2 separate regions of the Sus scrofa genome follow, and region 2 is linked to region 1. Evidence: chromatin contacts called from public targeted proximity ligation data. All regions are on one chromosome and are shown on one strand. The core of a region is the stretch at or near the end of the contact, and the rest is flanking DNA. Distances in the headings are between cores, read along the strand shown.

Region 1 (7,160 bases), core at 1,203-3,702:
GAATGTGACAAGGGCCTCACTGGCTTCAGGGAAGGGTGCAGACATATGTTGAGATTTGGGGCAGAGGGAGAAGCACTTTAGCAAAAGGACCCCACAGATATACGAAACCAAAGAAACTACAATGAATTTTTTTTTGTTTTTGTTTTTTTGTTTCTTGTCTTTTTAGGGCCAGACCCGCGGCATATGGAGGTTCCCAGGCTAGGGGTCTAATCGGAGCTGTAGCTGCTGGCCTACACCACAGTCACAGCCACGCCAGATCCGAGCCATGTCTGCAACCTACACCACAGCTCACGGCAATGCCAGATCCTTAACCCACTGAGCAAGGCCAGGGATCGAACCCACAACCTCATGGTTCCTAGTCGGATTCATTTCCGATGCGCCACGACGGGAACGCCATGAAACAACAATAAATGTTTGCAGAGTGTCTGCTACATTCCTGGCACGGGGCCGGGTGTTGGCAGCACCGCAAGGTGCAAGATGGAATCCATCTCTGTACTTGCAGTAGGGCTGGGAAATAGGGCCTGGAAGGCATCCACTGGGATAAGGAGGAGGGAGCAGATTAAAGAAGCCAGGGCCTGTGGAGCCCAGGCTGTGGTGGGCAGAGGGGAGGCGCGTGTACAGGGCCGCCAGAGATCAGGTTGCTGCTGCAGCGCACAGGGCGTATGAAAGGCAGGGCAGAGCCCAGCAGTGGGGGTGGCTGAGGCTCTGGAAGGGGGAGGGTGATTAACACGAGCAGAGCCCCAGTGGTCCTGAAGCAGGACTATCCCCCTCGGGTCACGAAAAGCCCCAGAACCTGTTCCACGAGGAGGACGAGAGAAAAGCAGGGGTTCCTAGTCAACCCCGCAGCCCGGTGCTACCCTTTCCTCTGAGCGCCTGGGCAGAGGGAAGGAAGTTCTGTACTAAGAGTCTCGTCCCGCATTTGGACAAAAATGCCAACGTGTTTTTGCACCCTGGATGTAGACAGAATTCAAAATATGGCCCCCTGAGATTTCTCATCCTAATCCTCAAATATGATGAGCTATTGAGCCTCTGATTCTGTTACATTAGATGGCAAAAGGATTTTAAAAACCCAGTAACAGTTTAGAATCAGTCAACTTTGAGTTACTCAAAAGGGAGGTTAGGAGTTCCTGTTGTGAAGCAGCGGAAATGAATCCGACTAGTATCCATGAGGATGCGGGTCCAATCCCTGGCCTCACTCAGTGGATCGAGGATCTGCCGTTGCCGTGAGCTGTGGGGTAGGTCGCAGACTCGGCTCGGATCTCGTGTTGCTGTGGCTGTGGTGTAGGCTGGCAGCTACAGCTCCAATTCTACCCCCAGCTTGAAGACCTCCATACGCCACAGGTTCGATCCTAAAAAGCAACAACAATAATAATAGTAATAATAAAATGGGGGCAGGACTATCTAGTAGGTGTTCCTAATCTATTCACACAAGCACTTAAAAAGAAATTTTTTTTCATCTTTTTGCCATTTCTTGGGCAGCTCCCTCGGCATATGGAGGTTCCCAGGCTAGGGGTCCACTTGGAGCTGTGGCCACCAGCCTTCGCCAGAGCCACAGCAACGTGGGATCCAAGCTGTGTCTGCAAACCTACACCACACTCACGGCAACGCCAGATCGTTAACCCACTGAGCAAGGCCAGGGATCGAACCCGCAACCTCATCATTCCTAGTCGGATTCGTTAACCACTGCGCCATGATGAGAACTCCCACACAAGCCCTTTAAAAGCAGAGAGTTTTCTCTGGCTGGTGGCTGGAAAGGAAGTCATGGATTTGAAGTATGGAAGCGGGTTCCATGTCCCTTTAATGACTTGAAGGTGGAGGGAACTGCATGGAAGGAGCCTAAGAGAGAGCAGCTTCTAGGCGCTGAGAGGGACCCGCGGCTGACAACTGGCGGGAGAACATCTTAGTCCTACAGCCGCGGGAGCAAAGTTCTGCTACGTCAAAATGAACTGGGGAGCAGATTCTTTCCTAGCACGTCTGGACACCAGCCCACCCAGCTCACACCTCGATTTTGGCCTTGCAAAGCCTCAGCAGAGCATCCAGCTGAGCCCACCTGGACTTCTGACCTACAGAACTGAGATAATTAACCAGGGTTGTGTTAATTTTGTGGTACTTGGTTATCCAGCAGCCGAGAGCAAATACGTTTCCACTTTTTTGTTTCTTCGGAGAAGGTCCTGAGGCGACTCTGCTGACTCCTTCTCTGCAGGCAGGGCAGGCTGGATGCACGGGTCCCGGCCGGGGCTCAGACCTGGGCCCAGCGGAACCGCCACACATGAATGGCAGGCCCTGGGCCTCAGCCGAGGGTGTCTTGTCTTCCTGCTCAGGAAGGAGAGGGGAGGCCTGCATCTTACACCCCCCTTTCTAAGAACCAGCCAGCAGCTCCCTCTGTAGACTGTCAGCTGCCAGCTCTCCTAGCCCCGTGTTCCCTGCAGAAGAGCAGAGCTCTGGGCGGAAACCAGAGAAGGGCAGTGACCTCGCCCTTCCCCCCGCTTCTCAGATGACAAGTCTGGGCTCTGTCAGGGCAGGAGGCAGGAGCTGGGATGCATGGAGTTATAAACTTCAGCAGCACCCTTCCCCACCCCCGTGAAAAGCATTCTCTGACGGGTTAGAACGGGGATTTTTAAATTTTATACTTGCTTCCTGACTAATTTGTTGGACACAGAGTCAGGTACCCTTGAGAGTGCAGAAATGTTTGCAAGGAGGAAGGTTATGTTTCTGCTTTACTGATGAAAAAGCCCCAACGAAGTTTCTCGCATTCCCACGTGAGGCCTTTTCTCAAAATCTTCTCTGATTCTTCCCAGATGGTGTCTAGCTCTGTCCCCGCAGCCCCTGGCAGGGTGGGGCTTCCGAACATAGGAGGGCTCTGTGTCCCATGGACCTGAGATCTCAGCTCTGTCACTTAACCCTCTGGGGGCAGTGGGGGCTGGGCACCCTCCCCAGCCTCAGTTCCTTCCCGTAGGACATAAGCCTGGTGGGTAAGAAGGAAGGAATAAATACTGTTTTCCTTATCCCCCGCCTTGCCCCTGCACAACAGCTACCTTGGAAATGTGTGTATTTTTGACAGCCTGACAAGAATTTTCATTCTGGTGACAGGCGGGCCTGGCCGGCCAGCAGCAAAACTCTTCAGTTAGCAGGTTACCTTTGCGCTCCACCTTCTCAAAGCCTCTTCCTCTCTCTGTGTCCCATTTCCTCCTTTCAGGCCCAGGCTGGTTCCATCCCAGGGCCCTGGGGGTGGACACGCTGGGAAGCCTCTGAAAACCTCTCACAGCTGAGTGTTGGGGAGGGAGGGCAGAACTGCCCCCTGGGGACTGAATGGTGGCATCCAAGGCTTGGGGCAGGCAGGCCGGAGGGGGTGGGGTAGAGGGGTGGGGGTAAGAGGGGTGGGGGTAGGAATGGGGGTGAGTAGGAGTGGGGTGGGCAGGGGTGAGGGAGGAGGGTGGGGGTCGTGGCGATCATGGTGGGGTGGGGGCTGGGAGGGGTGTATTTCTGGCAGGTGGGGGGTTTCGAGGTCCTTCTGGGGATCTGTCTGGTGGGGACCATGTGACGTGGTTGTGTGAGTGAGGTCCCCTCCTGCTTGATTTCTCTCAACTGCGTGTTTGGAGGTTTGCTCTAATCCTCTTAGGCTGGAGGTTTTGCTGTCAAGGAATCTGGGGGGAAATCAGCTCCATTTCAACTTTTCAAAGTTTCCACGGCGAGGGCTGAGCTGAGCGGGTCCTGAAGACGGAGGACGGGGTTGTCACGTGTTTTTGAAGGGGGTGGGAGGCAAAAAGAGCCCCAGGGTCTGGGCCCGGGGACATCAGCCCCAGGGCCAGGAGGAAGATGAGGGCTGGAGGTGGGGAGGGTCTCTGGCCTTCTCCTCCAAGAAGTGGGAGACCTCAGGATATTCTGGGAGGGAGGGGTATTTCAGGGCCCCTGCAAGTCCCTGGGTGTTGGGAGCAAAGCTGGTTCACCGTGGGCCTGTCTTCCCGGGCAGAGGCTGAAGGAGGTACCAGGTAGGCTGGCTCTGCTGCCGGGCTGGGGTGTCAAGGCCGGGGCCAGGCACCTCCGCCCTCCTCCCCGGGGCTGTGGGCTCAACGCTGAGCCAAGTATGAAACGGCCTCTCCCCGCCTCTCGGTTCCCGCCCCCATCCTGATGGAGTCTGGTTTTCATCACCCATTAATCACCGAAGCTTCCCACAGCCTGTGTCTATCTGTCCGCACTCACCAGCCCCCTGGGCTCTTGGGGGATGGATAGACAGACAGCCAGGCAGATGGTCTCCGACTTGGGGAAATTTAGGGTCATGCTGGGGGCTGCCCCCTACCCCCAGGCAGTGGAGAGGTGTCCTTCCTAAGCTTGTTATATCCCCCCACCCCCCAGCCCGGCTTGAAGCTGCCAGCCCAGCCACCTCACCCCGGCAGCAGGCAGCAGGGGCCATTAGCTATCCTGTTCACCAGGGAGGAAATGGGTTGGAGGGCTGAGGAATTCTAATTAAGCTTCCCCAGCTGGCAGGCCGGCTGGCGGGTGAGATCTGGCACCTCCAACCCCGCTGGAGTTGGTGCCAGCCCTGTTCGGCCTGGCCTGCTGGGTGCCCACCTGCTGCTGTGGGAACCCGGGTTCAGGAGGCCTTGCAAACCCCCTGAAGATTCCCAGACACCTGGCTCTCTTCATACCACCTCTCTGGCCCTGTCCTCACTCCCTCCCCAGTCAGCCCCCTTGCTGTGACTTACCTGACAGGCCCTCTGGGATTGGGTTGCCATGTGGAGCCCCCATCTGTTCAGGGTGTCATGGTGCCCCCTCCCAAAATCTGGAGACCTGGGTTCCGATCTGGTTCTGCCTGACCTGCTGTGTGGGTCGGGGCCACTCCCCTCTCTGAGCCTTGGCTTCTTTGATTGCGATAAAAGAGTGTTCATCAGTGTTGGGGGCACCCAGCTCCTCTGGTTACCAAGGCCTGCACTGGGGGTACAGGCTGGTGGGTGCACAGTGAGCAGTCTTGGCGTGGCAGGCAGCCAGCGGCTCCGGCTGGTGGTCACAGCAGAGCTGGGACCAAGTTTGAAACCCTGACAATGACCCCAGGGGTGGTCTTTTCCTTCCTGATCCAGCTTTCTGTACTCCCCTAGAGCTGTGGCCCAGAACCCAGGCATCCCCAGCTCTGGCCACCCTGCCAGTGTTTCTCCTGGGCTGGTCCCTGCTTCATGCAGGGTCAGAGCCTGCAGGACCAGGCTTCTTTTTTTTTTTTTTTTTTTTTTTGTCATTTTGCTATTTCTTTGGGCCGCTCCCGTGGCATATGGAGGTTCCCAGGCTAGGGGTTGAATCGGAGTGGTAGCCCCTGGCCTACGCCAGAGCCACAGCAACGTGGGATCCGAGCTGCGTCTGCAACCTACACCACAGCTCACGGCAACACAGGATCTTTAACTCACTGAGCAAGGCAGGGACCAAACCCACGACCTCATGGTTCCTAGTTGGATTCGTTAACCACTGCGCCACGACAGGAACTCCAGGACCAGGCTTCTGAGGTCGGGGTACTCCTTCCCATACGGCCATCTTCACATCTGCACATCAGAGCACAGTCATTTGCATCCAAGTCCACGTCCACCCCACTGGCCACTGTTCCCTTTTCCACCTCGAATAAGACGAAATATTTAACCAGCAACTCCAGAGTTGTACTCTCTAAGCCTCCGACCCAAGGCTGTCCATTTCAAGTGGGTTTGGAGGACCTGGTGTCTGCATGGGCTTCTTTCTGGGCCATCAGGGAGATGGAGGACAGGGAAAATAGAGCCCTTGTTCTTGGGCTGCTCACAGCCTAGCTGGGGAAACTACATTCAAGGTGGGATCTTTGGACAAGTATTCGATGGATACACTCCAGCGTGCAGTTCTGCAGATGGTGGGGGTGCTGGGGCAGAGGAGAGTTGGGAGCTCTGTGTGGGCCGGAAGGGCACAGGCAGCGAGCTTCGGCATCCCTGGCACAGGGCTTTGTGCATGCTAGCCACTGTGCTGGAGAGGGGTCTGTGACACCCAGAGGGCCGATTCTCTTACTCAGCTCTGGGTCCCACGGCCCTCTTTGCAGTAGGCCCTACAAACATTTGCCTTGTGTCCTACCATTGATCTGCTCTCGGCCCGACAGAACAGCCCAAGTGTGGGCCAGAACCAAAGACAGCCTTCAGAGAGATGCTGGACGTGAGAGCTCTGACAGGCAGGAGGGACTGCCTTACCCAGTCTGATCCCCATCCAGATGACAGGGGTGAGGGGAGTGAGGTACAGGGGGACTGGGTAACATGCCCTAGGACCACCCAGGGAGAGAGGGAGCTGGGACATGAACCAGGCAGCCTAACTCCTCAGCCTGTGCCCTTGACCCTCACACTCCACAGCCTCTTGTGAAGGGATGAGCTGGACTGGATGCTGGGGGAGAGGGGAGTTAACAGGCAGGGGTTAGCAGGGCCGGGCTCTGGAGTCGGACCGCCTGGGTTCAAATCGTGGCTCTGGTGATTACCAGATGTGTGACTTCAGGGAAACCACTTGATTTCTCAATCAAGGGTTCCCCCCCGTGGAGTAAATGTAATAACACCTGCCTCATAGACACCTGACTCACTTTGCACAGTGCCCGCTGGGCTCTGCAGTCAATGTGCACCATGAGTCTGCCATCAGGTGGGGACTGAGGGAGGAGGAATGAGGACAGCCTGCTGTGGGCTGTGGGTGTTGTGAGGAGATCAGGCTGACTGGAGCCGGGTGCCCAGAAAGGAGAAGGGACAAGGCCCAGCTGGGGAAGGGACCCCAGTGCTGGGGCTATTGGCTCCTGGTTACCTCCGTCATTTTAGAGGCAGATGCAGCAGATGTGTCCACAGCTGCCCAAGGTTTGGCAGCCTTTCTTCACTGAATCCACTTGGTCCACCCATGAGATGCTGGGGCTCCAGGGATGGGGTGGGGTGGGGGGGCTGTGCCTTTGAGACCACATACCCATGATTAGCCTTTGAGTCCTATAGTGTGGTGAGATTTTGCATTGCTTGTCATGGCACTTGAAACCAATCCCTTAAGATTAAATTTTGCCTTCTCTGGGTTCCTTAGGCAATGTCCAAGAAGGATGAAGATTTAATTTTGGAGTTCCCTGGGGGCTCAGAGGGTTAAGAATCTAGCATTGTCACTGCTCTGCTTGGGTTGTTACTGTGGCATGGATTCCATTCCTGGCCCAA
Region 2 (6,730 bases), core at 900-3,399, 200 kb after region 1:
TATGTGTGTGTGTGTGTGTGTGTGTGTGTGTGTGTGTGTGTGTGTGTGTCTCACAAGGCTGAACACAAGCCAGCCTCTTCCTTTCCTCTCGCGCCTGCTCTGCTCACACCCTGAGCAGCTCAAGGCCCTCTCCTGCCTGAGACTTTGCAAATGCTATTCCCTGCACCTGGAACAGCATTCCCCTTAACCTAGCCTCAATAACAACTCACCTCTCAGGATGCAGCCTGAGCATCACCTACCAAGGAACTCCCACTTTTCCTCCCAAAATTGCCTGTAGGGTCATTGTCTGCAATCTTCCCCACTGGACTATTAGCTTCTAGCGGGTAAGGGTATATCTCTTTTCTCTGTATCTACACAACACAGCAAAAGCTCTGCCACAAGCAGCATTTTAAAATATTTGCTGAGCAAATAAATGCTTTCTAAAGCCAACAAGTAGTTAGTTCGGTTTTTAAAATAATAACCATGGTGCTAATGTGTCTGGAAGAGGCTAAGACGGCAGCCTGCTCAGTAAAGGCATTTCACGGGCACCTTCTGACAGCGAGCCTGGTGGGACTTGGGGCTACAACTCACTGAGCAGGAGACTGTGTTTGGGGAGGTGAGGGGCATTTGGATGCCCGTGAGGCAGTGAGACAGGGAGGGGCGCAGGGAGAGGGCAGGAACAGAGTAACCTGGGAATGTCCTTGCCGCCTCCCAGGAAGGGAGCCATTTCCCCAGAGGACAGAGGCCTGTCACATCTCGCCCGGCTAATCTGACAGAAGCCAGCTGCAGCGCTGGCTGGGCCTGCCCCCAGGAAGGCGTGCTCAGGCTGAGAACCACATGCCGCTGTTTGCCCCCAGGGACAGGGGCACAGAGGGAGGGTAATTGACTTGTCTCCCAAATTTATTTATTAATTCCTAGCTGCACCATTTGATGTGGTTTCCAAGGGGCACGCCGTTGAAATCTGCCCCCTTCCCCTGTTTCCCCCTCCCCTCCCGCCTGAACGTTTACTCCATGGTCCCCCAGGGCGGAGGGCAAGGCTCAGAGCCAGCCCCGCGGGAAGAGCGGTGTGGGCAGGGGGCTGGAAAGGGTGCCCACCTTGCAGAGGGGCTCATGGCCCCTGGCTCAGACTTGTGAGAGGGCTTGAGAAGCCAGTGGGACCGCGGGCTCAGGAGGCCTGGGGGGACAAGGTGGGGCACACATGGGGACAAGTCTCACCTGCCTGCCTCAGCTTCCCAGCTATGAAAAGGAGAAAACCATGACTGCTGATGGCCTTTCATGAGGCTGTGCAAGAAGATCAAATGTGACAAGGACAGGAAATTGCTATAACAGGTAAAGGGCACCTGTAACCAGTGGGAACTCAGACATGGTGGGCCTTCCAAGTGGGCAAAAGTGTCCATCTCCAAGGGCCAGGCTTAAGCCACTGAGATGTTCTATTTCATGCTTTCCCAATCTTCCATATTTCCTACAATTAGCAGAAATGCGCATCCTACAAGAGACAGGCCCTTGTGGCCGAATCCCAACAAGCGGATGGGTACAGGGTGGAGGGAGAAAGGGGCTTCTCCCTCCAGGTCTGCTGAGCAGGAAGGCGGGAAAGGGTGGAGACCTCGGGGCAAGGGGTAGGGTTGCTTTCTCGGGTGAATACAGCCACAGACCCCAGCAAGCGGGGATGGGAGTCAGGCCCCCACAATTCTCCATTGTTAACCCAGCTTCAGCTGTTGTAGGACCAGTGCAGATGAACCCTACTGAGCTGGCGAGTGGCCCCCAGTTCCGAGGACCTTCTCCAAAGAAAGACTCCGCTCATTTGCAAGGAGGGAGTTGACTGCAGAGGTGGGCAGCGTTGATGCCCAGCACACCCTGATCCCAAGGGGGCAGGAATGGCTGCAGAGCACACACACCTGTCCGAGGCCCCAGCCAGCTGCCCTGGCCCCTGACCACAGCCTGTGGCTCCCCGCCCCTGCCACAGACCCCTGGAAAAGGAGCTAATGAGAAAGAAAATGTTCAAAGGTCTCAACGTGGGCAGAAAGCCAGGGGGCTGGCAATCCTCAAGCAAGACACAGACTGGCACACATGCCAAGGTGCCTGCCCTTGGAGATTCCAGGAGAACCGGCCCAGAGCCCTACACTGTGTCGCCTCTCAGCACTGGCTTCCACTGAATGGTTGCGGGGGCAGATGGCGCTCCTGCCCCACGCTCTCGGCCTCACTTCCAGACGGACAGGCTTGACCCTCGGCGTCCACCCCCTTCCTTTACCCCATTAGACATCACTCGCACGAGTTAAATGCGTCTAAAGCGGACCCCAGTGAAGGTCTGGGTGACCGAGGGTTTAACGACGCCCGTGCCTCTGTCATCCGCCACCTTTCAAGGCCTCCCCGCTTTTACATCTTCCCATCTCGCCCCCTCCAACCCATCTCCGTGGAAATGAATTCTTTTCACTTTGTTTCACCGACTGCCTTTTTCCATGTCCATCCCAACTCTGCTGCCTGCTTTTCTTTCCACTGCCAAGACCCACTCTCCTGCTCGCCAAACCCTGCGCTGGGCGCCCCCGCCAGGCCCTGCCCCCCAGCGCCATGGAAACACTTAGCAGAAGCTCTAAAATCTGTCCGTCTTTCTCTCCCTCCCACCCCCCTTCTCACACACACCCACACCCACCCTGCTCCACAAGCCACTCCTGGAAAGGCAAAATTCTGGTCAACTTCCAATCCTAGGATGTTCCAGGGCCCAGGCCAAGGAATCCTTTCTCTTTGCACTTCAGGTGCAAAACTGTAGGGACACCAAAAAATTCAGTGGGCAAGACAAATCATGTTTTAATGCAATCCTTTTAAAAACCAAAGCCAATGCAAAATATCTGTGACGGATGAAGTACCAAATTTCAATAAAGACAGGATCCCTGTTACTGATTTTTCCTTTTGCCTCAGGCTCCAACGCGATGGAGCCCAGCATTGTGTTGACTCTACATCAAGCTGAGACGATCACAAACAGGAAAGAACTTCTCCAAAGCGCCGAGAGGAGGACGGGAACACGCGGCTCAGGATGGATTTAAGGAGACTCTGCAACCAGCCAGATGAGTTTTGCAGAGGCTTAAACAGTCTGCACGGTGGCACCCATGAAGGAAAAGAGCCCCCAGAGCAGCTAGAATCGGGGAAAGCAAAGTGGCCAATCCAGGGCCGGACACTCCAGCTTCCATGCACGGCGGGAGAGGGAAAGCCAGAGAGATGGGGGGTAGAATTGAGACCAAGGAAGGGCACAGGGAGGAGGAGAAGCAGGAGACAGGGCTAGCAGCCTGCCTGTCCTCCCTGCAGCACCCCCCCGAGCTTGCTCAGGCCTGCCCACATAACTCAGGCTGTGGGCCCGGTGATACACTGAGTGCTCATGTCTAAAGCCAATGCCACTTCCATCTCTCTAGGGCCACCAAGAGGCCTCCAGGAAAGAACATGCAGCTCTGGAGACCTCTTGACAGAAGGCTGGGCAGGTCATCAGGCCAGGGCCCTAGGAGCCCCTACAGTCTGGCCCATGTGCTAGGCCAGGGCCCAGGAGGACAGGAGCCCAGTGCCTGGCCCATATAGTTCAGTGGGCTGCCGGCCCCTGCAAGGGTCCTGTCATCATGCCTGCCAGGGAGGTTCACTTCTCCCAGCTTGGAGAAATTCAAACCAGCTCATAACTCTGCCCCCCCCCCTTTTAAGGGCTGCACCCACAGCACACAGAAATTCCCAGACTAGGGGTCGAATCGGAACTGCAGCTGCAACCTACACCACAGCCACAGCAACATGGGATCCAAGCCACATCTGTGACCTACACCACAACTCACGGCAACGCAGGATCCTTAACCCACCGAGTGAGGCCAGGGATCGAACCGGCGTCCTCGTGAATATTAGTCGGGTTCATTACCGCCAAGCCACCATGGGAACTCCAGGACTCTGCCTCCTGAAGACTCAAATCATCTTTGTCTCCAGAAGGGAAGCCCGTGTCTACTCAGCCAGACCAGAGGAGAGACTGGACTCCTGCCCCCACAGCTCTAGGACCTTCTCAAGGACAGGAGCTTCCCCACCTCCCGGCCAGGGCCAGTTTCCAGGATGTTCTCACTACCTCATAAGTACAGGAAGTACTGGGCTCAGTATGGCTGAAGGTGGCTGGAGGTCCAGTCTCTGGAAGCAGGGGGACAGTAGGAAGGGGTAGAGTGGAGCCGTGGCCCCAGCCTGATCAGGTACCATCAAGCCTGCCCTGCAGTATGGACAGCTGAGCCAGTGTCCACCCGCTGAGGAGGCCAGGCAGCCCTACTTGAGTCGATGCGGGCCTCTGGTAGGACAATTTCAGCTGCTGTTTCTGGAGGTCGGTCTGCCCCAAGGATCTGTGCTGTGCCTACATTCACATTTATTCACTCAACAAACATAGGCACCCACTAAGTGCTAGGCCCTGGCCCATGCAGGCCAGGTTGTGTGCACACTCCTGCTGGGTTGCATACCTACAAACCTGGGCTGGGCGGTGTCCCGCACCCGCTCCAAGGGCTAGATGGAGTGCACACTCACGTCCACACCCAGCCTGGGCTGCGCTGACACACACATGCTCGCCTCGACTGGCCGTGCTCATGCTTGAGGGCTCCCTTGGTCTCCTGCCTCTGCCCCCTGGGCTGATACCTGCCCGAAACAACAGACATCACTTTTTGGTGCAAAGGGCTGAGACACCCAGAGGCCTCTTACAGGGGTCAGAGCCACAGTGGGCAGGGTGGTGAAGGAGCGGCGGGGCCCGGCTTGGGTCAGGGCCCAGCTTCTGTCTCCAAGGCCCATTTGGTTCCGTTGGCCTGTGAGGGAGGAGCTGTCCCAGGCTGACACAGTGTTCTTGGGTCAGAGGGATCCAAACACAGAAAGAAGACCTGAAGAGTGTCCAAGAGTCACAAAAGGTGATGAGGATTCAGTTCTACCACCTTTGACCTGAATCCCAGCCCCAGGCTTCTTCACCCTAAACACCCCCTGCCTCCGCTCTTTTCTGCTCTCACTGCCTCCATCCCCACCGACCATGTGGCCTGATCATCTGGCCAGTCTTTCAGCAGGTCACTCCTCCCTCCAGAATCTTCAATAGCTCCCCACTGCCTAAGGAGGAACTCTGGCTGGCGTTCAAAGCCCGCTCCATGAACAGGCGCTCTAGCTCCCTTTTCTCTCATCCTGAACTCTCCCTGGACCAGTCTCAGTACTTCATGAAGGCCTTGCCCTTCCCCACCCCAGAAGCCCACCCTCATGACCACAGTCCCCCAGGACCCCTCTTCTCTGTCTCCTCTCTGCACCATGTGCTACTCCTCCTGCCCCACCCCACCCCGAAGCACTGCAGGCTGCTGTCACCCCACCCACTCTGGCCACACAACTTTGACTGTCTGTCCCTAGAAGGTGTGTTCCTGGCCAGCCAAGCTCCTTCCTCCAAAGGCAGCCATTGCAGCCGGTGCTCTAGTCAGGCCACAGTCTGCTCTGCTGGGCGGGAACTCGCACGCATTCCTTCAGAATTAAACAAGGTCTTGCTGGTTCCAGGCTCCCCAGCATGACATTGATCCTGTTTGCCTTTGGAAGTAGCTTTTTGCCCTCCCCAGGGAGGGAGGCCCACTGGGTTCCCAAGGAAAGTTCCCTGGTCTCGGGGTAGGGGGATGGCAGAGACCTCAACAGCCACAGGGGAGGGGGAAAGGTCACATCTGGGGCCATTTGGAAACCTGAATCCAGACTTAAGACTCTACCCTCAGCCACCTACCGCCTAGTATACATCCTGCCATACATCTGACGAGCACACACATGTGCAAACACACAGATACACAGGTGAGCAGGTACACGGCCCCAGACACAGGCATACATGTCAACACATACCCCCCCCCACAGACACACACACAAACACCTACCTATGTTCACATAGGCACAGACGGGAGTATGTGTGTAAACATAGACATGCACACACAAACACGTGTAAAAACAGACCCACACAGACACATACACAAGCACACACTCATATACACACACATACTCTGCTGCCACCTCGACAACCCGGAGGTGGGCTGGGTGGCCCAGATACCTCTAATGCGACTGAATCTCTGGCAAAAAGCCCATCTCTCCTCACCCCAGAGCAGCATCAGGAAGGACCAAAACCTGATTTGAAGCATGGCCAGATCATTTTTCGCAGCTCACCTTCAAAAACTTCAGCCCCAGGAAAGAGCACACTTTTTAGCAAAGATAAAATAAAAGCATTCCAATCCCTTGTCCCCACCTACGGCCAAGAGTAGGGACAGAAACAGACCAGACAGGGAGGGAAAGAGTGGACAGGCCAGTGCCACACCGCTCCAGGCTTCTGGAACACGGTGACCACTGCGGCTCACATCTGCCCATTGGATAGCATGTGGGAAGGACCTCACTGTCCCCTCGGAAAGACCTGCTCAATACATGGGTTCTCTCTGCCTGCCAGTCTTGGAACTGAGAGCACAGGGGTGCTGCCTCCTGGAGCAGTGGGAGGGGCAGAACCAGAGGAGTCAGGAGTCAGGGGCAGTGCTCATCTATACTCCACAGCCCCGCGGGGAACCAGGGGCCAGGGCACCAGGGCTGCAGCAATAGGAGTACAGGCTCTCATGGCACAGAGCCAGGAAACAGCCTCTGGCTTAGTCAGGCAGTCAGATGGCCACTCTTGCTCTGCCACTGCCTGGCTGTGGGACTTTGGGCAGCCCCCCACCTCCTCACAGGGGGCTGTGGGGGTGGGAATTTGAACCTCAATCAAGTTGAGGATGAATTTGAT

The links.
Region 2: a contact with region 1 is called in a targeted proximity ligation map of skeletal muscle. A contact is called at or near these places in 2 of 47 Hi-C or Micro-C datasets (both in embryonic fibroblasts) and 2 of 2 datasets of targeted methods (alveolar macrophages and skeletal muscle).

The regions. Positions count from the first base shown.
Region 1 is chr3:97,324,054-97,331,213 of Sscrofa11.1, forward strand. No RefSeq gene overlaps it. Among named protein-coding and RNA genes, the nearest start is that of ZFP36L2, 130 kb to the left of the region's middle.
Region 2 is chr3:97,519,777-97,526,506 of Sscrofa11.1, forward strand. The region is part of intron 2 of LOC106509843 (a long non-coding RNA gene); the gene reads right to left. Among named protein-coding and RNA genes, the nearest start is that of TRNAI-UAU, 44 kb to the right of the region's middle.